Regions from separate parts of the Mus musculus genome. Here all the other regions are linked to region 1. Evidence: chromatin contacts called from public Hi-C and promoter capture Hi-C data. All regions are on one chromosome and are shown on one strand. Each heading gives the region's core, a stretch centred on a gene start, on an enhancer-like site or on the middle of the called end of the contact. The rest is flanking DNA. Distances are from core to core; before and after follow the strand shown.

Evidence for each region. Promoter capture Hi-C pulls out the DNA fragments that hold promoters and counts their contacts. A called contact is a pair of places that touch in the nucleus more often than the background predicts. Capture Hi-C pulls out chosen DNA fragments and counts their contacts.
Region 2: a contact with region 1 is called in a promoter capture Hi-C map of pre-B cells. The contact joins the promoter of Tex10 here to the promoter of Nipsnap3b in region 1. A contact is called at or near these places in 2 of 39 promoter capture datasets (cranial neural crest and pre-B cells).
Region 3: a promoter capture Hi-C map of pre-B cells shows a contact between it and region 1. The contact joins the promoter of Rnf20 here to the promoter of Nipsnap3b in region 1. A contact is called at or near these places in 8 of 39 promoter capture datasets (the C10 cell line, cranial neural crest, frontonasal cranial neural crest and 5 more) and 6 of 484 Hi-C or Micro-C datasets (B cells, CD4 T cells, Th1 cells and 3 more).
Region 4: a promoter capture Hi-C map of second pharyngeal arch cranial neural crest shows a contact between it and region 1. The contact joins the enhancer-like site here to the promoter of Nipsnap3b in region 1. A contact is called at or near these places in 5 of 39 promoter capture datasets (cranial neural crest, frontonasal cranial neural crest, maxillary cranial neural crest and 2 more) and 6 of 484 Hi-C or Micro-C datasets (3T3-L1-derived adipocytes, the N1E-115 cell line, cerebral cortex and 2 more).
Region 5: a Hi-C map of regulatory T cells shows a contact between it and region 1, with 5 times the contacts expected there. The contact joins the promoter of Abitram here to the promoter of Nipsnap3b in region 1. A contact is called at or near these places in 1 of 39 promoter capture datasets (cranial neural crest) and 2 of 484 Hi-C or Micro-C datasets (CD4 T cells and regulatory T cells).
Region 6: a contact with region 1 is called in a promoter capture Hi-C map of pancreatic islet. The contact joins the promoter of Txn1 here to the promoter of Nipsnap3b in region 1. A contact is called at or near these places in 2 of 484 Hi-C or Micro-C datasets (CD4 T cells and regulatory T cells) and 1 of 9 other capture datasets (pancreatic islet).
Region 7: a contact with region 1 is called in a promoter capture Hi-C map of pre-B cells. The contact joins the promoter of Zfp189 here to the promoter of Nipsnap3b in region 1. A contact is called at or near these places in 6 of 39 promoter capture datasets (the C10 cell line, cranial neural crest, frontonasal cranial neural crest and 3 more) and 7 of 484 Hi-C or Micro-C datasets (CD4 T cells, LSK cells, the MNK3 cell line and 4 more).

What each region holds. Positions count from the first base shown.
Region 1 is chr4:53,010,132-53,013,567 of GRCm38.p6, reverse strand. Nipsnap3b (nipsnap homolog 3B) reads right to left here and starts at 1,688. Exons shown (of 6, transcript NM_025623.3): 1 at 1,521-1,688. The coding sequence starts at 1,580.
Region 2 is chr4:48,471,196-48,474,725 of GRCm38.p6, reverse strand. Tex10 (testis expressed gene 10) reads left to right here and starts at 1,263. Exons shown (of 15, transcript NM_001355740.1): 1 at 1,263-1,460.
Region 3 is chr4:49,630,700-49,634,107 of GRCm38.p6, reverse strand. It overlaps Rnf20 (ring finger protein 20), which reads right to left and starts at 2,048. Exons shown (of 21, transcript NM_182999.2): 1 at 1,897-2,048; 2 at 1,596-1,743; 3 at 698-854. The coding sequence starts at 826. It overlaps Gm45952 (predicted gene, 45952), which reads left to right and starts at 2,156. Exons shown (of 2, transcript NR_168526.1): 1 at 2,156-2,253; 2 at 3,245-3,408.
Region 4 is chr4:49,699,789-49,703,237 of GRCm38.p6, reverse strand. It overlaps Grin3a (glutamate receptor ionotropic, NMDA3A), which reads left to right. Exons shown (of 9, transcript NM_001033351.2): 6 at 368-519. Among named protein-coding and RNA genes, the nearest start is that of Ppp3r2, 20 kb to the right of the region's middle. Within about 2 kb of position 1,332, at least 2 of the 459 cell types and tissues checked have an H3K27ac peak or open chromatin away from gene starts, as enhancers often do. A contact at or near this core is called in second pharyngeal arch cranial neural crest, where this site is marked.
Region 5 is chr4:56,800,244-56,804,020 of GRCm38.p6, reverse strand. It overlaps Abitram (actin binding transcription modulator), which reads right to left and starts at 1,692. Exons shown (of 6, transcript NM_001081420.1): 1 at 1,295-1,692; 2 at 374-425. The coding sequence starts at 1,409. It overlaps Elp1 (elongator complex protein 1), which reads left to right and starts at 1,690. Exons shown (of 37, transcript NM_026079.3): 1 at 1,690-1,862.
Region 6 is chr4:57,954,836-57,958,626 of GRCm38.p6, reverse strand. It overlaps Txn1 (thioredoxin 1), which reads left to right and starts at 2,216. Exons shown (of 5, transcript NM_011660.3): 1 at 2,216-2,440. The coding sequence starts at 2,417. It overlaps Gm35344 (a long non-coding RNA gene), which reads right to left and starts at 2,184. Exons shown (of 3, transcript XR_881303.3): 1 at 1,115-2,184.
Region 7 is chr4:49,519,714-49,523,038 of GRCm38.p6, reverse strand. Zfp189 (zinc finger protein 189) reads right to left here and starts at 1,863. Exons shown (of 3, transcript NM_145547.3): 1 at 1,444-1,863; 2 at 557-641. The coding sequence starts at 1,476. It overlaps Mrpl50 (mitochondrial ribosomal protein L50), which reads left to right and starts at 1,956. Exons shown (of 2, transcript NM_178603.4): 1 at 1,956-2,077. The coding sequence starts at 1,986.

The DNA of each region.
Region 1 (3,436 bases), core at 439-2,938:
AATAACTAAGCTTCCTATAAAACACACTGCAGGTGTTCCTGGGTGTGGCAGGAATGCTTTTTTTTTGTTTATAATCACACTCTAAATAACTGCTTCATACTTGTAGTTTAAAATATATAATAAAAGCTGGAGAGTTGGCTCAGTGGTTGACTGCACTTGTTGCTCTTGCAGAACCCAGGTTCCACTTCCAGTACCCATTCAGGCTCTCAATGGTTTGTAACTCCAGTCCCAGAGAAGCCATTGTCTTCTGACCTCCTCAAACACCAGGCATGTACACGGTGCACAAACACAGAAAAATAATCTAAACTTGTAAAAACTTACCAGATCAAAAAGGAAACATGGCAGACTTATAACAATCTTTTAGAATGATTCGAGGAATTTGTATTGATAGAACAGAAATAAATTATTGATCAAAGATACTTTTACTATAATCTTTCACACAGAAAATATGCATTAAAGAAATCTGTATTGAAAGGTGTTTGTTAAGGGGTGAGGTAATTTTCTGTTGCAGGGCTGGGACAAACAGTGCCAGGGTAGAAATCTGCTTGCTCCTATCTCCAAATTAGAGCTTTTTGTCAACCATACTAGGAAGACAGAGAGGACAGCGGCCATATGAATACTATGCTCTTTAGTGTTCGACACAAAGTCTGTCTCTAGACAGCTCTTAATGCTCTTCCTAAACAAAGTAAGTCAAGAACTTCGGTGTTCAAGTCACAAATAGCCCTGGGTCAACAGCTGAGGCTGGTAGGTGTCCTCCTTTTTATGAAAGTCCCATCTCAGGCACAACCAGTTTCAGCAGGCTCCAAAGCCATGCTCCCCTTAAGATCTCCAGACCCTGAGTTGCAGGGCGGGATGCTCCCAGGTTTACCCTGAACTCCATAAAGCCTGGCTTTTGAACCAGGCAGGAACTGTAAACCCTCAATGAGTGGCAGTCACGATGGTGATGACTGCAAGAACACAATGCTCAGGGCTTCGGGGACACCCGGTGTCAAGGAAAGGTCTCTGTCCATTGTCCAGGGAGGCAACCTGACAAGTGGGTTCACCCTGGACTCACGAAATATTGGGTACCGATTGAACCGGGCATTGGCTGGACCGACCAGGGGTCTACTCACGCTCCAGACCCCACCCACTTCACAGTGTTGCTGGTTCCTGCCCCACAAACCCACCTACCTCCGAAGGACAACTCTCACTGCAGACCCCGCCCACCTCCCGGCACTGCCCCTTAGAGCAAGGCCCCGCCCACCCCCGGCCTCCACTAGGCAGGCTCCGCCCAGTTCCCAGAATACGGCCCGTTCTCCGCACTGCAGACCCGCCCACCTCGCAGCGTCGTCATCACGCGCACCACGAACCCCGCCCACCTCCCAAGGCTGCTCGTGCCCGACACACGCCCCGCCCACCTCCCTAGGCTAAGCTCGCTCTCCCCACAGACCGCACCCACCTCCCTGATCCCCGTTTCTACACCACCTAAGGACAGTTCCACCTCCCTGCGCGGGATTCTCGCACGCCCCCGCGGCCCCTACCTGAGGCGTCAGAACCCGCGGGGCCAGCGCTGTCCTTAGGCCGCTTCGGAGCGCGAGCATGGTGCGGTCCTGAGCGCGCAGGAAGACCGCCGCCGGGCGCTCGGATACGCGCTCTCCTCGCTTCCTGGTGCGCGGGCCAACTTCGATTGGGTCCCTGCTGGACTGGGCGTGGCTCGGCGGCGTGGCTCCGCCCTTCCCCGCAGGCGCAAGAGGCTCAGAGGGTGCGGACACAAAGCAGTCCGCGGTTCTGTTCCCCATCCCGGGGCATTACCTCTTCTGTATGGTTCTAACACTCCAGAATGTAGGGCGTGGCGTGGATGCTTCTTGGGGTGGGGTGAACTTGTAGCAACCATCAGCGAGCCTTCTCCTGTATCACAGAGTATTCTGCATCCCCATTGCAACTCCAAACCCCATCCCCAGCATGGCCTGGGAGTCTCCGAACAAAGATGGGATAATTTTCCTGGAACCCAGAAGAGTGGGTCCGAGGGCCTGAGAGTCACAGGTGAAGATTGAAATAATTTTGTGTGATGCGAAAGCTGACCTCTGACGGCCTCTGATTTTTGGCCCTCAGAAAAACTTCAATTACAATTTATATTTTTCTAGCGCGTGTTTGTGTTCTCTGTGAAGCATATTCTAGGTTTCATGACTTTCCAACTAAGATTTAGAAACCATTTTTAAATACACTGCTTTCATTGGGTCCACTGTTCACAAACATTAAATAGCTAAATAATCGCAATGATTTCCCTGAAAATCGCCTCTTGGCCAATTTACTAATGTACACTAAGCTATATTATTTACTGGTCATCAGAGATTAAAACCGTTTTAGCGTCATAAACTTGGAAATCCTGTTAGCCTTTAAACTCCTAACGATTTTATGCTTAGCAAATACACATAGCTCTAAAAACAAGTTACACTGAACAAATATCATCAAACTATAGAGGTAAGTTATTGAAAAACAGGCGTGCTTCTTTAGGTATTAAATGGCAATTTAAGGTGTACGTAAGACATTCCAAGCGGTGGTGAACATGAAAGGGATTTTTGATGTATTTGCAACAACTTAACTAGAATATGACATCTATGCCTTTTATTAACTAAATCGTCACAAGTCCTGATAGTATTGTCCTTTGTTCCGTCCTTTTATGAACAATGAAGGTAAGATACAGCTTTTAGCATCCAAGTAGCCAGAAGCTTTGGGTGCAGTCAGTAGACTGCTTTGGAGTATGCACACACCTCTGGTCTACAGGGTAAGGTCTCAGAGAAACCTGGGACCAACGGCTAACAGGGCTGTCTTAACATTAAAAACACACACTGGCCTGGCTCCTTAGCACTTCTCATCCCAAATCCTTTAAACCACCCCAGCCCCGAGCTTCACTGCCCTCCCCCCACCTCCCCTTTCCTATAGAACCTCAGCTATCTTGGCTAGATGCTATCTTGTTTGGTTCTCCTCTTGGCTTCTCTCTTTGTCCCCTTGCCTTCTCTCTCCCGCCCCCTCATTTCTTCCCCCCTGTCTCTTCTCCCCTCTCATGGCCCCGTCTATTCTGCCGGCAATGCTCAGCCTGGACCCTTCCGGATGCCTTGGGCTGTTCTCTCCCTCAGACCCACAATAAAAACTTTCTCCTTAACCATACCAGGAGTGGTCATGTTCTCGTTTCCATTTCAAAGAGAACATATCTATTGAATTGCTGACATTATGTTATGAGCACATAATGCTCTAGAGTGCATATCCATTGAATTGCTGACTTCTAAGTCACGTGCACATTAATCTTAACTAAACACTATCAAAACAGGTTATAAATTTATACTTTTCATATACCCTTGGGTAAGGCTTTTCCGACCATGTTATTTTTCATTTAGTCTGGCTTTTGTGAAAATATATTTGTTCACCTCAAAAAACAAATAGGTGCCCGGTGCAGGAT
Region 2 (3,530 bases), core at 14-2,513, 4.5 Mb after region 1:
TATATAAAAAAATATTCCGAGAACTGCTCTGCAAATGTTAGACTGTATGGGGTCTAAGATGGAGAGAAATGTGTTCCCGGCTCTTTCCTCTGATCGGGGTGATGTGGACCTTGAAGGTAGCCAGGGAGATGGTGATTAATAGTGGAAGTCAGAGCCAGCTGGTTTTTCTCCTGGGTTAGAAGCCACATGGTCTCAGAAAGATGCCAGCTTTTAAGGTTTGGCTTGAGTAACTGGCAGGATGGGATGCTATTTAAGGTGAAGAGGTTGTAGGAAAATATTTCAGAATGGATGTGCAGAGTTATCTTTTAGTCCTTGTTGATACTGAGATAGATATACATTGCAAAGCTGAAGGGAGAAGTTCTGAATAAGCTGGTAGCATTTTGGAGTTTAGGGGGCATATCTAGGTGGCATAAGCCTTTATAATTTTTTTTTTATTTTATAGTTTTACATATAATGTCATCAACTCCCAAGGCAGGTGCGGTGGGGGAGGGGAGGTTGTCTGTGTGGTGGCTTTTTGGCTTTATTCTTTATTCATTAACACAGAGGAGGTGTGACCTTAATTCTGATGCTTGGGTCTCCTGAATTTAGTTATTATCGTTTTATCCCTACTTCGTATATTGAACCTCAATATAAGGTATTAGGCTTTTCTAGTTCTTATATGTAGGAAGCTGCAAAGACAAATTTGACTCTAGGCTGACACTCTATCTGTATGCTTTTCCTTATATGTGGCTAAGTCAATCTTTAGATGGTTTTGTTTTCAAGATTTCTTTCTTCACATCTTCTTTGTAGGCATTTTAATGTCTCAAATTTCTCTAAATCCACTTACTTTGATTAGTAGAAGTTAATTATATGCTGAAAATGTTGAATTGGGGAAAACCCTGTCCTAGGTTTCCGGGACTCTGCCACAAGGTATAGTTTGTAACCTCTTAGCATTTGTCTATTTGCCTTTAGTCCAGGTTACCCTTCCCAGAAATGCTATCTTTGCTGTCCGAAACTTTTTCCTTCCTCAATTAAGCTCAGTTTATACTTTTCTCTAGCTCCAGGTTTGAAGAACTGAAGTCCTTGGGGGGAGAAGACCGCCTTTCAAGCTGTAACCAGCCAACATCCTCCAAGCCAAGGATGCTGGAAGACCTGACTCGGCTTGCTGGACCCTAGACCCTCCTCTCTTTCCTCCAGCTTCCGGCGCAGCCCCTCTTAGAGGGGGCGTGGCGTGCAAATCTGGACCCGCCCTCCGGCTGCGCGCGATTGCGACCTGCGGTCACGTGAGCGCGGCGAGGGAGGGCCCCCACTTCCGGGCGGCGGAAGGAGACGCGTCCGCGTGAGGACGAGGCGATTTGAAAACACGCTCTGGGAGCGAGCGGAAAGCCTGCGGCCGGCGGTTCACGGCGTGCTCCTGCGGGGCTTGACGGTCGCTCGCTCTCCGCCGCGTCTCCGCGTTCCGGGTCCGTCCGGGCTCTCAGGTGAGCGGCGTCTGTCTGTCCTGCACGGCTCTTCTGGGGCGCGGACACGCGAGGCCCAGGCGGAGGGACGGACTGTGGCGGCGGGTAGGGCGGCCGGGGTCCTAGCTGTCCCCCCACCCCGAGCGTGAGAGCCGGCCGAGGGGCTTCCGAAACGCCTCAAGCGGCCGCGGTCCGATTCGGAGGCTCGGCGGGTGTTAGGCCGGCGTGTGGGGGTCGGGCCAGAGACTCCACTCGACGTCCACTGAGGTATAGGAACCATGGTTTTTCTTTGGGAAAAAAAAAAAAAAAGACAAACGGAGTTTCCATTTTTGGTGTGCGAGCTCGAAAACGGGCGGGCGGATCTGATCGCTGCCCTCCTCCCCCTCCCCTTGACGGAGGACCCTCTCTTTCTGCCCCCTCGAATTTGGGGAACTTTGGAGACGCGAAGGGTTGGAGAGAATCACCGTAGGCCAACTGCTGCAATGCTTACTTTCTCTCCTTGATTTCTTCCTTTCTTTTGGAGAGCGGGAATAGTTGGAAATAAGGAGGAAAGGTAATGGGCTGGCCGCAGGGCAAACTACTTGGGAGTCTGCTTAAGTTGCAGTCTTTCTTCCGCTCAGGTTAGCATTAAGACTGACCTGCAGCAGGCATGTGTATGTGTATGTGTATGTGTATGTGAGTTTTCAAGCTTACCAAAAAGGTGATCAAGTCCAGTGAGAGCTCAGGCTCCGAGGCTGGAGTTAGCTTCCTTGTACTATCTACTGCTGTAAAAGTGGTCTAGTCTAGTAGAGCTATTTGACTTCCAGTGTTACGAAAATCTTTAAATGGAAATAATAGCAGCATCTAATGGAACTTTAACCAAGTTCCTAGTGGGAAAAAAATTGTCAGTATGTTTCTGTAAATAATTGTCGAGATTTAAAAGTTATTAGCCCTCATAATTTTCCTAGCAGACTGATGAGAGTGTACTTGAAGTGATACGGCACAACTTACTGAGAATGAGGTCTGATGTAGATTGCTAGAGACAGACCGACCGACCCATCATCACACGTGAAAGAGTGCCTAGAGGATAATGCAAGATGTCACAGGGTCAATTTTTCTTTCTTGTGAACCGTTTTCTTTTATCTCTGGAAACACTACTGATAAAATTGTAAGAAAAAACTTACAGAGTATGCTTGCTTAATAGGTAAAAACCAGCTTTGTATTAAAAGGGATGAGTCCCGGGGCTTTCTGGGTGTGTGAGGCTTGTATGTTTGGTAGGTGTTGGTCCTGAGGCTGACTAACACATGCATGTGTGCTTGAAACAACTGTCAGCTTACAGCTCTGGGTATGGTAAGCATGGACAGGGCAATTACTTATTTAATCTGGTAAAATCTGGTAACTGTACCTTGGCTTATAGATACATAACCACAGTAGAAAATATGTTTGGATAAGAATCACACCGATTCTAGAAATAGTTTTTTTTTTTAAATGGAGATGGTATTTTGCTGTATTGATCAGGTTCCTCAAAGTGCCTGAGCTCAAGCAGTCTTTCTGCAGGTCTAGTATTGACACAGGCAAATGCACTGTGCTCCCTTTAAAGCCAGCTCTTAGCCTCTTGTGTAGTAGGCAACTTCTACTTAAGGGGTCCTAAGGTCATAAATCTATGAATTTGGATATGCTGTCTTAGCAGAATTCATTCATTCATCCATTCATTCTATCAGCACTGTAAACTTTTATTTATTTACTTTTAAATCTCCCATGTGTAGCATTATGACTTTATGACCTAAGGTAATTCTGTTAGACCAGAAGTGCTCAACTGGGTGTGCAGTGGAAGACAGAATTTATTATTTTTGAAGAATGTGAAAGGAGCTTTAAGAAAAGCTGGAGAGGGTTGTGGGAGCCACCTGAGTGCCTGCCGAGGCTTGGTGCCTTGGCATGGTTAGGGAGTGCCCCATTTATAAAGAATAAGAGCAAGGAAAGCTCCCTGTCCTTGTCACATCTGTGTGTAGAAAGCTGTCTGATGACCATGGCCAGGGGCTCATAGAGGAGACAGTGTAGACAAAGCATTTACCAGTGGGAAGCTTGAGTAGTAATCGGGTAGAAATAAGGACT
Region 3 (3,408 bases), core at 799-3,298, 3.4 Mb after region 1:
GACCAAGTTCCAAATACAGAAACCCATCCCCACCAAAGCTTCTCGTGTCTAAAAGGTATTACTAACCATTAAACACACAATTCGTCTACCACATTATCTAGCCCAGTAACAGCTCACTCTTATGAGTGCATGCTATTGCTTTTACAACGTTTGAGCTCTTTACAAGGACTCCCATTTTGCCTCCATCATAACCCAATGTCACACACAGGTACTACAGATTCATTTCACAATCAAACGGGCACAGGACAGATAATACAGGCCATACAGCCAAGAGATATGGCAGAGAGCACGCACGCGCGCACACACACGCGCGCACACACACGCACGCACACACACACACACCCCGGGCACTGATCTGACTCTCATTCAGCACTAGCACTCTCAAAGGCTTTGCTAGGGTGCCTCTCAGAACACGGCACCTATTTTTCAGTAAGGGAAAAGTGCCAATTAACTATAGCAAAGACTACTGTAGTCAGACTCTCAATAAAATAAAATAAAATAAACACCACAGCTTGCAAATACAGATCAAACATAAATTAATACACCTCACTTCAAGAACTGACCACCACATCAATTCATCTATTTCCCTCTTCTTTGCTAATGCTTATCTCTTAATTCAAGAAGCTTCCATAAATTTCTACTTTCAGGAACAACTGACAGAAGCCAAGCACACTTTTGCAGCCTCGTTTTCTCGTACCGTTGAAGAGACACCTCCTAACTTAATTGTTTCCACGGTGGTCCCTGAATCTTCAACAGCTGTCTTCTTCTCTGGAGGCATAGATGTGCCCGGCTCTCCAGCTGCTCTTTTATTTCCAATTCCTGACATCTTGGTATAAGATGACAGTTATATTTTTCTGAATGAAAAAACAGAAACAAAAATAGAAAACATGAACTGAATCAAGATAAGCAGACATGCCACAATATAAAGTACCTGTATATAAAAACTAGTAATTTTTTTCAGGCCAACTCTTTAACCTAAATCAAATAATTCTACGACAAAACCCATCAACCCTAAATCAAGAGAGAAGGGGGAGGGGAACTGTTGAGGAATGGGATTGACAGGATTATAAATTTCTACACAAGATGCTAATAACAAATAAAATTCTACTCAAATAATAGAGAAGCTATGAATAAATTTCAGGATTCTCACTTCCTGAGATGCCAAAAACAAAAAACTAAAAGAAGGAGAGTTTATTTATGACAGAGGTTAAGGTTAAAGTATTAGGAGACTTGGGGCAAGAGACGTGGGAAACATTAGCTAAGTCATTAATCCTATACAAGTCAGTTATCTCTGAATCTCGGTTTCCTAAACGAAGGACAACAACATGTTGCTAGACTTACTGCAACAAATGGATGGCATAGTTATAGAAACAACTTAGCATAATGTCAGATGAACACTAAGCACCCAGAAATGCAAGCGTTCTCTTTGCAGAGCCTTGTAAACGCTCCCTGAGCAGTTAGTTCTCCAGATGTCAGACGTAGGTGAGCACCCCAGCGCTTCCTTTGGGGAGCCGGGCTGCCTTTAGAGACCGAACCTGCCAACAATCCCCGTTTCTTTATCTGTTCAGACGGGATGCTCTTTCAGTATTTCCTACCTGACTCTGGTTCCGAAACTCACAAGGAGGTGGAATGGATGCTAGATGGCGAGCACCGCGGCCATCAGGGGTCTACATCCAGCCGGCTTCCGATCCAAACTCCGGGACGAGGCGTCAATGGCAAGCAGCAATCTGGGTTGGACCTCGCCTGCAAAGAGAGGAGACGGGAGCTGAGGAGAGAGCGCAGCTTGACTGGAGAGCGCTGGCCGCTGGCTCCGGCGTGGCTAACTACAGGCCGGGAAGATGGGACCCGAGAGTCCTCGCCGCTCACGGCCCGGGAGCAGCAGACGACAGAGCAAACCTGGGCTCTGGCAACTCCCGCCGCAGGGAGCGCGCGGCTCCCAGCGCTTCTTCACGAAGGCCCGAGAGGGACTCCAAGGGATTCACTTGGGATCCGCTGCGAGAGGGACTGAGCTCCACGGAGGCGGAGGCACGGAGAGGAAGTAGGGAAAAGGAAAAGGAAGTTGCTTCAACTTTACCCGAGGCACGGCGAGGAGAGGGCGGAAGTGACGTGTGGGAGACCGCCAGGCGGAAGTGACGCGTGAGGAGGGGGCGCAGTCAGTTCTGCGTGTGCGCTGCCGCCTCTGTGTTGGGATGGGCGGGGACTGTTTCAGACTCCAGTCCCAAAGTGACCGGTCTCTTCAACGCGAAGCATTGTGTACGGTTTTTTTGTTTTTTGTTTTCTTTTTTTTAAGGTCCATTATTATTACTGACGGAAAGCGTTTTGTTTATGTTTTGTGTTGGGGGGGCGGTCCTATCTCATCCAAGCTGCTAATTGGTTGATGGTCCTGTCCATCTCCCAAAGGGCAAGCGCCCTTACCTGAGGTGTGGGTGGAGCACTCTTTAAAGAGATGAAATAGCCTGCGTAAAACTCAAGGAATTTGACCGATTTCTAGTTCTGTGTAGTTTCCTTAAAGGGGATTCCAGCACGGCGATGGTAGCACTCGCCTTTAATCCCAGCACTCAGGAGGTAGAAGCGGGCTGATTCCTCTGAGTTCAAGGCTAGCCTGGTCTACAAAGCGAGTTCTCGTACAGCCGGAGCTACACAGAGAAACCATGTCTTGAAAAACCAAAATAAATAAGCACATAAATACATACATACTATGCATAGAAACCCTGCCTCAAAATAAATAAATACTACACAGAGAAACTCCTGTCTGGGAAGGCCAAAATAAATAAGCGGGGTCTCTATTTAGCACTACCTGCAAATGACACTCAGCTGGAGAACTTTAGTCTCTTGTAGGGTTAAAAAGTCACCTTCGCCGGGCGGTGGTGGCGCATGCCTTTAATCCCAGCACTTGGGAGGCAGAGGCAGGCAGATTTCTGAGTTCAAGGCCAGCATAGTCTACAGAGTGAGTTCCAGGACAGCCAGAGCTACGCAGAGAAACCCTGTCTCAAAAACCAAAAATAAAAAATAAAAAAAAAAATAAAGCCACCTTCATCCCATCCCATCTTCCCCCTATGGATTCTCATCACAGGTTTGGAAACTACTGCTTTAGTGTTTGGAGAGGATAAGATACTGACCAGAGACACTGGGGATGGGGGGGGGGGGGTCGGGGGGGGGGAGGAGGGTGTTAATTAAGAACAAGTCAATTAGTCTGTAATCTCAGTACCCGTCTTAATATGATTTTTTTTTAATGTGTGCATAGGTGTTCGAGTGCCCACATGTAAAGCTCAGAGGACAACTTTTGGAGCTAGGTCGTACTTCGAAGGCTCGGGTCTCAAGGGCTGAACTCGGGGTGACAAGCACCTTTACCCACTAAACCATCTTGCCAGGCCAGTACCAGGATGTTTAAAATTTATTGAGCGTTGA
Region 4 (3,449 bases), core at 83-2,582, 3.3 Mb after region 1:
CCCTTCAACAAAATATCTTTCTGGCATATGCAATAGTGTCTGGATTTGATGGCTGATTATGGGATGGATCCCCGTGTTGGGTAGTCTCTGGATAGTCCATCCTTTCGTCTTAGCTCCAAACTTTCAGAGACTGCTTCAAAAAAAAAAAAACAAAAAAAAAAAAACCAAAACAGAAAATAAGGGCAGACTCATTGCATCTTCTCAGAGATCTGGCTGATTCGAGGGGCATTCTGTGGAGCCCTTTTGGGGAAATGTAATACAGACTCACCATGCCCTTGCTACCATATCCAGAGGCAATATCATACAAGGATGGTGGCACCTCTCAGACCAGCATGAAGAACTCATATGCGGTTGCATTTTCTTCTAGGCTATGGCATTGGTCTCCCTCCCAACTCTCCGTTGACCTCTAACATATCTGAGCTCATCAGTCAGTACAAGTCTCATGGGTTTATGGATGTGCTTCATGACAAGTGGTACAAGGTGGTTCCCTGCGGAAAGAGAAGCTTTGCTGTCACTGAGGTAAGGAGAGATGATGCTGATGATGCTAAGGAAAGATGCTGATGCTGATGATGCTGGTGCTTTGTATAGCTCCCCCTTGGAAACCACAAGACACACCTTCAGTTTTACTCTCTGATCAACAATGTACCAACATACTCCATGACATTTGGATTTGATTGAAAAGTGTCCATTCCTATAGTACTGGTCAGTGATACAAGTTTTAGATTTAAATGTGATTTTATTCTGATGGATTAAAAAAAATCTAAATTTCCACTTCTGTTCTATAAACTATCCTGAGAAATCTGTTAAGTATGAAAGAAATGTTTACAAATTATAGCAAGAATTTCTGGGACTAACCTAAATACTGTTTGCTTTAACCGTTGATGGTTTTGCTGTGAATTTCACATCATACCTTAAAGTCTAACTCAAAACACTGTCAGTTTTAAATCTATCCACACCTTGACTAGTAATTGTCAGATTAAAGCACAATAACTTTTCAGAGCAGAAAACAATAGCACTGCTTTTATTGTTCAGCCAGAGTTCCTATGTGCCTGGGCTAAGGCACACAAATAGTCAAAATTTTCTTCCGGTTGAAATATTGCGTCGTTATGGTGTAATTAAAAAGGAGTTTGCAAAATAGAGCACAATTTGGATGATTAAAATAGGAGACTGGAAAGTGTAACTAGTGCCATAGCCCAAATACTCTAAAGGGAAGAGCCAAATAAACAAGTACAAGGCCATCCTGACATTAAAAAGGAAGAAGAAAACACATCTAAAGCCAATAATTGCTCAAATAGCCTCTATTTGGCAAGAATTCCCAACAGGATGCAGCTCTGCCTGCCTGTTTGACATCTCCTCTTGAATATCCTACAGGCATCTCAGATTTCACTTGTCAGAAGTCTAAGCCGCAGTGTTCCCTCTTTGCTTGCTTTTCCTCCTGGGCTTTGCAGTCTTGGCGGTGGTACTTCTGCGCACCTACCCATACATTCAGACTGCCACAGGTGCTCACACCTCTCTTGTCCACCTTTTCCAATCACCAACAAGCCGAATCTTCTACAAATTAGGCCTCAGATAATAGCCGTCTATTGTCAACTCCAGTGTCCCCGCTCTGTCCAAGCTGTCATCCCTCACCTGGCTCACTACAGACGTCTGCTAAGAGGTCTGTTTTGCACCTGCCTTCCTTTAGTTGCCTTCCACTCATTCTTCTGTTTGTCAGCCATGTTCTCTGGGACAAAATCTGAAATGGCTGAAACGGCGACATGCCCTGTGATACCTGGCCTTGATCACTTCTCAGTGCCCTCTTGGGCCACTCTCTGGTTCATCCCAGCTGTGCCATGTTTCTCATAGAATGAAGATAAATCCATGGGTTCCCTGCCTTGGATTCCCTAAACTTGCAATTGTCTCTTCCCTCTCAAATGCTCTTCTCCACTGGCATTTGCTCAGCTAATGCCTTCATATTACAAAGCCCCAGCGAAGGAACTGCAGATGTAGTTCAGTATGGTACAGTACCTGCCTAGCATGTCCAAGGCCTTTGATTTGATCCCAATGCTACAAAATAAATAAATAAATAAATAAATAAATAAATAAACCGAAGAGTCAACAGAACAAACTCACAGCTAGTATCTCTCTTTTCGAATCCCAACAGAAGCTGACCAATATAAATCAACCTCCTTTTATGATCTCATATATCTCATATTACTTAATAGCACTCAGTAATAACATAAACATTACGGCCTTAAACATAATTTTAATCAGAGTATTTTAATGCATCTCTTCTTAATGTATATTAAACTATAAGAACTCTAGGGAAAAAAAGAAAAACCTGTCTTAAATTTCCAGTGCCTCCAAATAAAGTAGACACTCGAGAAGTCACGTAGATAAATCAGAAAAACTAGACAATGTACCTGAAAAGAAACACGGTCAATAGAAACTCACAGAGACTGTGGCAGTGTGTGCACAGCCTGCACCAGTTTAAGACAGATGGGGTCCCAATGCTGAGAGGGGTGTGGACACAAGTCCCCATCCCTGACCAAGAAGCTATTTCTGATTCACTACAGCTTGCAAAGAAAAAATTATTTCCCCCTAATTGAGTCTCCCTGGGTATATAAACCATACTTAAGGGTGGGTCCCATGGCCAGAAGTGGATGGGAAACATTGAAGGAACTCAATGATGTTTTTGTAGACTTTGTCTCATATTGCTTTGTTTGGGCATTTTTATCTTACGGTTCTTTTGCTTGTATATAATGGTTTGCTATTTTATGTTGTTAGGATGTATGAGTGTGTGCTTCCTCTGTGTTGCTGTTGTTGCTGTTGTTGCTGTTGTTGTTGTTGTTGTTGCCATCAGTGGTAGTGGTGATGGTGATGGTGATTTTTTACCTATTTGTTTTCTAAAGAGAGGGAGAGAAAATGCAGGTACCTTATAGAAAAAAAAAATTTTTCAAGAATCTAGAGACTAAGCATGAGCAAAGTTCAGAGACTAAAGCAGGGCAGATACTCACAGTGCACTGCATTGAACAGTGTACCACAAATTCATGTTTCCTCAGAACCTAAGGCGTTGACCATGTTTGCAAAAGGAGTCTTAGAAGGAGTAATTAAGATGAGGTCACACTGGGCTCTAAACCCAATGACTGGTGTCATTATAAGGAGGCCAAGTATGTAGATTCACAGAGAAAGAGGTCTACCTGCTAGAAGGGGTAGAGGTTGGGGGATATAGACACAAGCCAAAAGGGTGATTTATATTGGTCAGTCTCTGTTGGAATTTGAAATTAGAGATACTAGCTGTGAGTTTATTCTCTTATTGACTCTTCTGTTTGATTGATTGATTGATTGACTGACTGACTGACTGACTGACTGATTGATTTATTGATTGATTGATTGATTGATTGATTTACTTGTTTCTCAGAGGCAATCCCAATGGCACCAGCATTTCAGGGTTTTTTGTTTGTTTCTTT
Region 5 (3,777 bases), core at 443-2,942, 3.8 Mb before region 1:
GAGACTGGAGCCTAAGTGTAGCACGGGGAGCTTAATAACAAGAGGAGAAAGGAGAGTTGAATCTCCTTCCCGGGAAGGGAAAAGTACCACAAGACTTTAGTAAGCGGGGATAGCAGAGAAGCAAGGCAAGACTGTGTACACAGAGCATGACATATGCCTCCACAAGGAACCATTCCTTAGGTCCAGCAGTACAGTGGTTGGTGCAGGTTGGCCAAACAGTATATGACTGAACAAGACTTGCCAACACACTCCTATAACACCGTTTCAACACCACAGAAGACAGTTTCATGAATGCTCATACCCGACCCAAGACCGCACCAGGCTAGCTACCAGAAGGAAAGTGTTGATAGTTTAAGATTCCCGGTTTGCTTACCGGTTGGAGTGCTGGAGTATACAGTGGTCCTCACAGGGTTTTCCTTTAACATCTAGAGGAATAAATGAGTCGCAGGTTGTTGAACTGGCATTTACCACGTGATTACCTCCTTTGGTTCATGAAGATTGTTCATTGCGAAGCTGAGCACAGTGGGCAAAGTAAATAAAGGCTATGAAGTATTTTAAGTGGCCTAATTTACATAGAATCCTTTACTCAGTGTTAAGGCAGGTAACATTCTTAGCTCCTCCATCTTGTCACTTTAAAATGAGTACACCTAGAGAAACACTATTATAAGCGCCACATTGCTGACATTATGGTGGTGTTTTGTGAGGCTGTCTTGATGGTATGCAAAAATCACACGTTTTTTTTTAAATTCAGTCCTAAAGAGAATTTAGGATGCTTATCCTAAATATTATATGTGGGTCTACCGGTTTCCCTGAATTTAAAAAGGCTAAAATAGAGGCTAGAGGAGGATCCCCAAAGGTGGTATCGGTATTTTCTTGGCAGAACGAACACCAGAGAAGCCTATTTCAAACGTCCAGTGGACAATATGCACAGTTTCTTCTTAACACTAGATACTGCTTCCTTAACATTTCTTAATTTTTCTCTCCATGCCTAAGGTTTCTTCCCGGTTCGGCGTAGGATTGATCCCTCCAAGCACACCAACCCTTAGTAGTGTGGGGAAAGCCCAGATAGACCAACGCGGAGTTCCTTAGTTTAGTTCACGTCCTTTCCTGCAAACAACCCACACATGGCGCTGCGGTTCCCACGAAGGAAAGCGCCTATTTTAGCTCTTCATCAGCGCAAATCTGTATTCCTGGGACTAGGATGCTCAGGGAAGAGCACGGGTGGCTTGCATCGCGTGGCAGAAGTGCCTGCACCCGTGCGGTAAAGCGGAGCTCACCACCATCCCGCACTTACCCGCTTTATACCAGCGAGTGAAGTATCGATCCACAAGGGAGGGTGGCGGGGCTTCGGTAGCTATGACTACCTCTGGTGGCGCCAGCTTGGCTTCGGGGCAGCGGAGCTCTTCCATCCCTCTAGTCCAGGAGCGTAGTTCCGGCGCGTGGGAGCCGGTTGGTGTCGTGCGCACGCGCGCGACTCCCCGGCTGGCGGCCAAACTCCCTCCCCGACCCCAGTCACCTGTGATCCTGGGCCAAAGCCCAACTGTGGGGCAAAAACAACCGGGTGTCAAAGAGCTGAGGGACAGCAGACAGCAAGGTCCTGCCTCTGCCGGGTGAGGGCTCCCCGATCCCCTGGACCCTCTGAGCACCCTCGAGCTCCTGAGGAGGCGCGTCTGGCCACACCCACCCGGTGACGTCACTCAGCGCGCCTCGCGGGTGACGCCACGTCCGCGCCGCCTTTCTGGTGCTACCTGGCGTGTTTCGCCCTTCAGTGGATCGTGTTTCTCGTCTCCCGTGTGCATCGGCGGTTCCTTTCCAAACCCAGTGCGCCGTGAGGGCTCGGAGCCGCCTCGAGGGCGTCGTAGGTGAGCATTCGCCCGTCCCAGTCCGAGCCGCTGTGTGCGGCCTGGTCTTGCTGTCCAGGGCTGTTCTGGTGCAGGGGAGATGCACGCGCTTCTGCCTGCGCGCGCCGGCGGGCCGGGCGTGGACCTCTTCTTTCTTCGAGTTTCGGATGCTTTCTGTACACGTTTTCCCCGGGGCCGTCTTGGGGCGCTGCGAGGGATGAGGGTCCGGTACCCCAATTGCGGGTTTCCTTGTAGCGTGTAGATAAAACCTCTACCAGCTTGTCGTGGAAGGTGATAGGTAAATAGAGGCCTCTGTGCTGTGCTGCGGGTCCCTTCTCGCTCGCATTTGGGACTTTTCTATGAAGTAGTGTATCTCGTGCTTCCCTACCTGGTGTACCTAAGCCGGGATTTCTGTGATGGCTGTGATTTTATAGTCTTTTGTCTTTAGGGCCTAACATTTGGCAAGGTTTTGTTGTAAGTCACATAACGGATCTTAGGTATTGTGTAAAGGATTCGTTTGCGTATTGAGAACCATGATATATAACCAGCAAATATCTCGATGTGTAAGTGAAAGAAAAAGAGACAAAGACAAATTTTAGTTTGTGGAAACAGAGATGACAATAAGTCCCAAGCCAGGATGAGCTATTATTTGATAAGAGATCAGCAGGTTCTCTGTTTTTCAGGTTGCATTTCATATGCTTGTAAGGGTCAGCTTATGATAATATCAGGATTGATTTTAATGTGAGTTTAATGTTTAGTTTGGTCTTGTTCATTTACAAGGTATATAGGTTTATCTAATCTTCCCTTTAGTGAGCTACCAAGCCTGAAGGTAGGGGAGAAAGTGGATCAATGGTCAGAATTTTGGGACATGATCAAAGTTGTATGAAAGCACCTCTTAGAACATGTGTGGGTGGAGTCAAGGGAGGTGCAGTTGGAGGTGCCAAAGGAAGGCTGTTAGCAGATTATGATCCTAGAAACATTTGGAAGATGTTTCCTAACTTTGAAAGCATTGAGAAAACTACAGGACTGTGTAACTCCAAAAAGTTAAATGAGTGAGCAGTGTCAGAATGACAATTTAGAGAAGTCGGTTTTCATGCTAAAAGAATTGGGGCATTAGAGAGATTAATGAGTTTGCCTTTTTACCAAGTGACCATGGAGGCCAGAAGAAGGCATGGGGTTCCCTGGAATTGGAGTTATAGATAGTTGTTATCTGCTGTGTAGGTGTTGGGAACTGAACTCAGGTCCTCTGGAAGAGCAGCCAGTGTTCATTAACCTCTGAGCAGTCTTTCCAGACCTGAACTCGGTAATTCTTTTAAAAACTCAGATTGCCTTGCTGTGTTTTATCAGTCAGGGTCCAGTAGAGGCCAGACAGTATTTCAGCAGGATTATTATGAAGAATTACTTAAACTGCTATAGGAGGAAGAAAAAGAAAAAATGAAAAACAAGTAATTTGGAAGGCAAGTGGAAGGAAGCAGTTCCCATGGGTAGGGAGCAACACTAGGGCAGATTTTGGCATCATCAGGACCCAACACCTCATAGAAAGGCCCTGTAACACTGGGATTAGACTGAGAATGAGGCTCAGAAACTCAGGATGAAGCCTGGGGCTGGATTTCTGTGTCTGGGGATACAGCGTGCCTGATTAATGCTCCTACCTCTGGAGTGGCAGTGATGAGGCTGGCCCTGGTAGTGCCAGCGTACAGGTTCATGGAGAGGGATGTCGGTCATGGTAATTGGATCATGGCAACATTTGGTCATAGCATATGCTATAGTTATCATTTGATGATGTCTTCAGGTTTAACATGTTGTAAATTAACCTGCAGATTAGCCCCACGTAAAGCTAGATGCTTTAGGAAGCGAGAGTGTAGCCGTGTATGTGCTGGTGTGTTCACATTAAATAGTACTCCCTATTCCGTTAACCACTTTTCTCCTTCCTGAA
Region 6 (3,791 bases), core at 967-3,466, 4.9 Mb before region 1:
TCTGAACAAATGAATTCTCCATTTCTGGTCTCACAAAATTCCTCTGCACACCACTGTCCAAACAGAATTGTCACTTCCTTACAATTAAAATTCTAAGGACCATTTTCCATGCCGCTATACACAGGGATCTTGCTGAAGGACAGGTTCAGCTCACATCTTTCCACTGTTCAGGAGAAAAAAACAAACAAACAAACATCCCTTTTCCTCTGAGACTCATGTTACAGCATCTGTGGTTTTTAGTTTGGTTTTGTTTTCTTTTTTGCCAACTTCCTGATTACTCAAGACTAACACCTGTTTTATAGTCGCCCCATCCACCCCAGCTCTCTGCCCTCGTCTCAGACAGATGCCGTTCAGTATAACAGCCTGTCGCTGTTCACGTGGTCGGTTCACAGGGTGCTAAGCAGTGGACACATTTCTCAGCTCGTTACACATACAGTATTGTAACTCAAACCTTCAGCATACGGTGGTATTATTTTCATTTCGCAAGGGAACCTGGGGCACAGAAAAGCTAAATAAACTGCCCTAGAGAGACAGAGCTACTTAAGTGGGGATGCAGACAGGAGAGCTGGCAGAGCTGTGAAGAATCTTAACACTCACTCTAACCTCCCAGTTCTTCATTCTCTTATTGTCGATATCCCCCACATTTACCCATGTGTATTGGTACTGTACAGGTGCCAGGGAGTCATGCCTTCCTAGCAGAATCAGTGGACATCTGAGGGTCTGTGGAGAGGTGCCAGCTAAGGGAGGAACCCTTCCAAGTTCTACAGGTCAGTGTTTGACTACCAAAAAGCCAGAAACCTGGAATGTAGCTGGACTGAAAAGACCCGACAGCTGCAAAGAGAATTAATAGATTCTGCTCATCTGCCTGGGGTTCCTCTCTGCCTCAGCTGTCCTAAAGGGAAGGCTACTGCCTTTGGGGCAGCATCCACCCGCAGTCTAGGGCTATGTTCAGAACACTCCCTCTTGTCTACATCCTCACTCATTACTTGAATTCCTCAGCCCTTCAAAAACATCGCACAACTGGTTCTGGTATTTTAAATGTTTTGAACAAGGGAAGCCAGTGGGTAGGGGTAGGGTGGCTGAGACACAGTTTCATTAGCCTCCCGTGCTTCACCTCGATGTAGATTTATCTAGATCGGCTCTCCAAATGCAGGCTTGGTGAGTTCCTCCCAGGATGCTGGCTCTGTCCAGTCTCCACCTCAGCTGCTTCACCAGAACATACAGCGGCACTCTTGGGGCTGCACAAAGCCACCTTAAGAATCTTAGCTTCTTCCACCATGCCCTGTCCTCCTGAACATCACCTCAGTTATCATTGAAGAAGACTCTTCCTGGCGTCCTCTCCCAAGGCGGAAAAATCTCCTCAAAGCCTATACTGTCATTGTAAATACAAGGCAGCCAAACTCAGCAAGGCCCCACAAGGCACCACGCAAGCTTAATTAGCGCTCGCGATGACTATAATTAGAATAATTCATTGAGTGCTTCCTTATGGGCCAAACGCTGTCCTCAGTCAGTTTTCAAGCCCTTAAATCCTTCAAGACAATGCTGGGAGCTAGACTATCCGATCTCTATCATGCCTACATGTGCATGGGGCACAGAACAGGGCTCTAAACGGCTCTGTGCCTCTCCCAGTAGCAGGTTCACCTGTTAAAGTTAAGGAATAGGAGAGAGAGAGGAGAAAGAAGCGGCAAAGAACTACCCAGAAAGTTGGCGAGGACGCGCACTGAGACACTTCCTGGTCATCGTTACTCAGCACTTTGAGTCGAACTGCAGCATGGCCGCCCTAGTCTAAGGATACACCTCTGCCTGGGCAGTCCTAGGGACTGTCCCCAGCCCCAATCTGGAAGTATCTGACTTAGGTCTAGTTTGGGGCATGGGCAGTGTGATTACAGAAGGACTCTACGGTGTGAGAGAGGACCGTGATCTACCCCGGCGCTGTTCGCTGTTAAAGTGCCCTTGAGGCAGCTGGAAGTTGGCTCTTAGGGGTAGCTGCCGCGCGGCGTCTGGAGCCTGGAAAAACCCGAAGCTGCTCCAGGAGCCTGTGCTAGCTCCGCCCCTTATAAACTAAGGTTCTTGTTCGGCAGCTTAGAGTGGGGCGGGGAAGCCAGGAGTGAGGCCAGCGCTAGGACAGTCCCCAGGCTGCACTAGTAGCCGACTCTGGCTCCGCCCCCTGGAAAACCGCCCCACCTCTTGGGGGCGTGGTCTAGGCGCGGCCTGCCCAGGCGCCTTGGCGGACGCGGGAGGCGGGAAGCGCGTCCCCGCCGCGCGTGCCCGTCCGCCCCGCCCTGCTGCGCTCCGCCCTATTTCTATAAAGAGAAGGCGGGCGCCGCACTCGGTTGCAAGCTCCGTTGGGCGCCTTGGATCCATTTCCATCTGGTTCTGCTGAGACGCGTGTGGCTCCCTCCCCGCAACAGCCAAAATGGTGAAGCTGATCGAGAGCAAGGTACGCATGCCCGGGCGCCGCGCACATCCCGCGGTGCTGAAGAGGACACTCTCGGTGTCCCCGCGGGCTTAGCGGCCCAGGGCCTGTGTGCGCCCTCGGCGGTGGAGCATGCCCTGGGGGAGGGGACGAGGGGACCCTGGAACGCCGGGTACGGGAGATGCACTCGTGGGCAGCACCTGAGTCCCCGGAGCTGCACTCCCTACCGCCAGCCCAAATCTGGCGGAGGTGAAGAGATGGACCGGGGTCCTCCTGTGACACTCCCCCCTTCCCGTGCCCCAACTGAATCAGGATTTAGGATCTCTAGGAAAAGATGGAGAGCCGCCACTTCTCGAGTACGCGGTGCCACACGCCGCGCGGGTGTGTTGTACTGCTGGGCTCGGCCTTAGTTTCCCTCCATCAGTGACCTGCCGCCTAGAGGACACAGGCCAGGTCGGTGCATGAGGGTGGGTCTCGGGTCCCAGTTAAGTACCCTCGGATCGGTACCCCAGGTGACTACTAAGGAGAAAGGTCCAGGCCGCGCCCGAGAGACTCCTCCTCCTGCGTCGCAGGGCGTGTTTCCGGCAGCTCTGGCTTTGGAATGACTCAGTCCCCAAAGTCTGGCCCCGGGGCCTCGCAACCTTAAGGTTTCAGTGATTGACCCTCCATAAGTGGGCTTTGCTGGAACCAGGGCTCTCCCCCAGGGAGTAGTCAAGTACAAAGTCCTGCCCTTTGGGAAAAGAAAAATAATACCCAAGGGAAAAACTGTTACCATATTCGAAAGTTACTGAGAACCAAAATATCCTCCAGATTGGGAAACCCAGAGCCTGTTACACTGTAACTATTCGGGGAATATTTATAAAATGAAAAGTGAAAGGAGGTTGGGGGTGGAAATTGATGTGTGAAAGACTGGCTCACCCTTAAACTAGGAAATCCGTGGAAGACAGGTCCGCGCCCTCCAGTTTTGAGCACCTGGTTGGGTCTCAGTACAAAAGTTGGCTCACCCACTACCAGCCATATTAGTCCCAGCACCCAGTTGGATCCTTATCTGTTTAAACTGACCTACTTATGGAACCTTTGCCATTCCAATAGGAGCGGTGTACATTGGTGCCAGGAAACCAGTTACTCGGAAAAAGCTTGGGCCCCAAAAGCCTGCTACCAAGGCTCTGATCGGAGTCGCCCAGAATCAGAAGTTAAACTGAATACACATAAATTTCATGTGATGGGCTTAAGTTGATTAATTAAACTATGTAAAATGTAGCCTTATTTCTGACGACTGTGTGGGTAGTTAAAGGCCCCTGGGGTCAATCTCCACACAGGAGTGGAATAATAGGCTATGATATAATGGCTCAGAAATCAACAGTTGATTTGCCGT
Region 7 (3,325 bases), core at 614-3,113, 3.5 Mb after region 1:
AAACAGGAGCACTGGGGGAAACAGGACTGCTGACCCCACATGAGGACATGCTCCTGGAAGGTGGAAAAATAAATGCTTTGGGACAAGCACTGGGAGAGCTGGGAGAACACTTAACTTCTGCCTCCCAGTCCTGAGACAAAGCAAGAGGAAGGAGGACCCGGGAGAATGAGCAGCCCCCACTTGAAGGTCTGCCAGAGAAGTGGTGTGCTCGGCTCTGTGCCAGCTTTCAGTGTAGGCCGGAGCGGTAAGGAACACTGTGTGATGAGCAGCCCAGGCTCCAGAAGGCAGAGTGAAAAGAGGGTGGGAGGAGAGCCGTGGGAAGATGAACCGGGAAGGAAAGTACAGAGCCAACAGAGCCGTCTGGGAATGAGATTCTGAAGCTGCCAAAGCCAGCCTTTGCTAACAAGGAAGCGAGGGAGACCAGAGTTGTAGAAAGATCCGAATCAGAAGGTTGGGACAAAATAGTGCTGGTGTCAGTTACACTGCTTGACGCATTCTGGGTTTAAGTGTTAGTACCTTATTAGATATTTTAGTTAGAAAAAGCGTGCATTCTTACCCAGCGAGACCAGCTTTCCGTAGCTGTCCATCATGACATCTTTATACAGGCTTCTCGGAGCTGGATCCAGATAACCCCACTCCTCCTGAGTAAGAAACATAGCCATAGCCTCAAATGTCAGCCACTGCTGGAATTGTTTTCTCTCTGTAGTCAGTTCCAGTGGTCTCTCCACTGAAAGTGGGAGAAGTTATTGTCACTTTACCATGCTCCCATTCACTAGGAGGAACACGGTAAGTAAGAGTTCCAAAAGGTGCTCAATTCATGGCACCTCACACTGAAAAGGATCTGGACTGGTCTAGATCCACGCCTTCCAAACTGAAGGTCTTCTCTGCTTTCGTTATTACACACTAATACCACGACTGTTTTTAGTTAACAGCCTTAAGACCACCCCAACGTTCCCTGGCCTCACTGTTCGCCCCAAGCTTCTACCCACACCAGCTTGGGACCCAATTCGACGCAGTTCCATTAGGTTTTCTAAACACTCACCTTGAGTTCAGACATTGTGCTAGCTGCAGAGGACAGACGAGATTTAAAAAAAAAAAAGAAGAAAAGAAAGAAAAAAGTGCCTCACCTGAGAAACTCATAAATGAGATCTAACTTGGAGCAGTCTTAATTTTCCCCAGCCGATTTATCAAGTTACTCTTGAAAAAAAGAAAAAAAGAAAGAAAGGAAAAAAGAAAAAGGGGCCTTGGGGAGTTTGTAAGTGAACTAAAAGCACCTTGCAGCAAGGGGTATGTCCCGCAGCAAGGGGTACACAGGAGTTGACTGGGGTCCTTTCTTAAGAGTTGTAGAAATGGCCAGGAGGGGGACAGGGGAAGAGGTGATGGCGCGGCCTTGCTGTCTTGGGAGTGGCGAAATAACGGAGATCTCTTGAAAGGGCAACTCACCTTTGGCTCCAGCGGTGGGCTTGGGGACGCCATCGCCTCGTTCAGGAATAGCAGCCACACGACATTGGGGCTCTGATGAGGCCTAGATGGCTGTTGGAAATAAGGCTCGGCGAGAAGGGGCTCACCGGATGGGTCTGGTGTGGTCCTGCCTCTGTCTCGGAGCGGTCAAGTTCCTAGGGGCATATCAGACGTTCTGTCTGGCTGTCCTCCAACCCCAAACCCAGTCCTCTGTCCCGCTGCCTAGCCTTAGGGTCTCCCTGTAATATCTCCTCCTTGTTGCCAATTCCTCCGCCTCAAAGTCAAGCTGCACTACTACCGACCACCCCCGGACCAGAAGGCGTTACCCGGAGCCTTCGCGGAACCGCTCCAACTACAACTCCCAACATGCCCAGGGAGCGAGCCACCGCCTTCTTCCGTAAATGGCAAGCGAACTACATTTCCCGGAATGCATAGGTCTGGGCAACGTCAGGGGCCGCTGAAGTAAGCTCTCATCTGATTGGCTGAGTCGGGCACGTCTGGCGCTCTTGGGTTGCTTGTCGAGAATGGCGGCGCTGATCGTGTCTCGGTTAGCAAGAAGAGGCTGGCTGTGGAAGCTTCCCTTGGCAACACGTAGAGAATTTTGGTCTCGATCCAGGTAAATCTGAGTGTTTCTCAATGGTCTAAGTTCCACGTAAGTAATCAGAAGCGGAGGGGACGAGTTCAGAGGGTTAAGATGGGACCCTGGTCCTGAGCCTTCAGGAGTTAGCGTGGAGTAGGGATCCGAGCTAAAAGCTTACGTTTCTGCGATTGGCAGGACCGCTTCTAACGGCAACACGGTGCGCTTTCCCAGATTTCACTGATGCATACAACAAATAGTTTCTAAATGCCTTCCGTGTCTCTAAGTGTGTACCCAGCAGTACTCTCTTTCCCACGCTTTAGTTCCACACGGGAGGGAACTGAGGCCCACTGAAGAGAAGCACGCACATGGTGGATCCAGAAGCCCCGTGACTTAACTGCTTATCCACAGTTTTCCTCACTGCATCCTGTGGGATCTATGTATATTACTTAGATAATATTTAGGGCCTGAAAATTTAACCGCTGGGACCTCAGAGAACAACGAACGTATTAAGTTAGAAGTTTGAATCCTCACCCCATGTATTAACTCTAACCTTTCCCTGGTTAGTGTCAGATGTCCCAAGTTCATTTCTTTTTTTTTTCACTCAACAGATATTTTAGTGTTTACTATATGATAAATATTAAAGATAAAGTGGTTAATTAGACCAAATCTTTGTCCTCATAGGAGAAGGGGGGCAGTTGGTGATAAACTGTTCATTTTTCAGGTAACCGTTCTTTAAGGTGTAAATGGATGTAGTGATGTATATTCACATAGAGGAGAGATTTCAGCAGTCAGGCCAATCCCACCTTTTTACATCCCTTTTTGCGTTCTGTTTGTTTGTTTTGTTTATTGTCAATCATCATAGCTCTGTGTTAGAATTTTAAATCTTGAAGCATAATTTCTTCCATGTTTTTCTTGCTCATGATTGCTGCAGCTATTCGTAATTTAAGATTGCTCTTTATGTCTTTGGGAAAAGCCATTCGATTTTTTTGAGTTAAGTATTTAAGTAGTGCAGACATGGAACAGTCATTGAACATGGACTGTCTCTTCATTTATATGTGTGTTTTCTGTTTCTTTCATGGATGGTTTAGAGTTTTAGAGTATAGATCTTTAACCTGCTTGGTTATTTTTTCCTAAATATTTTTTTCCTGCTGTTATAAACAAACCAGATTTCTTGATCATTTGGGGGGGGGTGATTTATTATTTCTCTAGAGAAACCACTGATTTTATTGAGGATTTATTTTATTTATGTCCATATGTGTATGTATAAATATATGTGTGCTGATA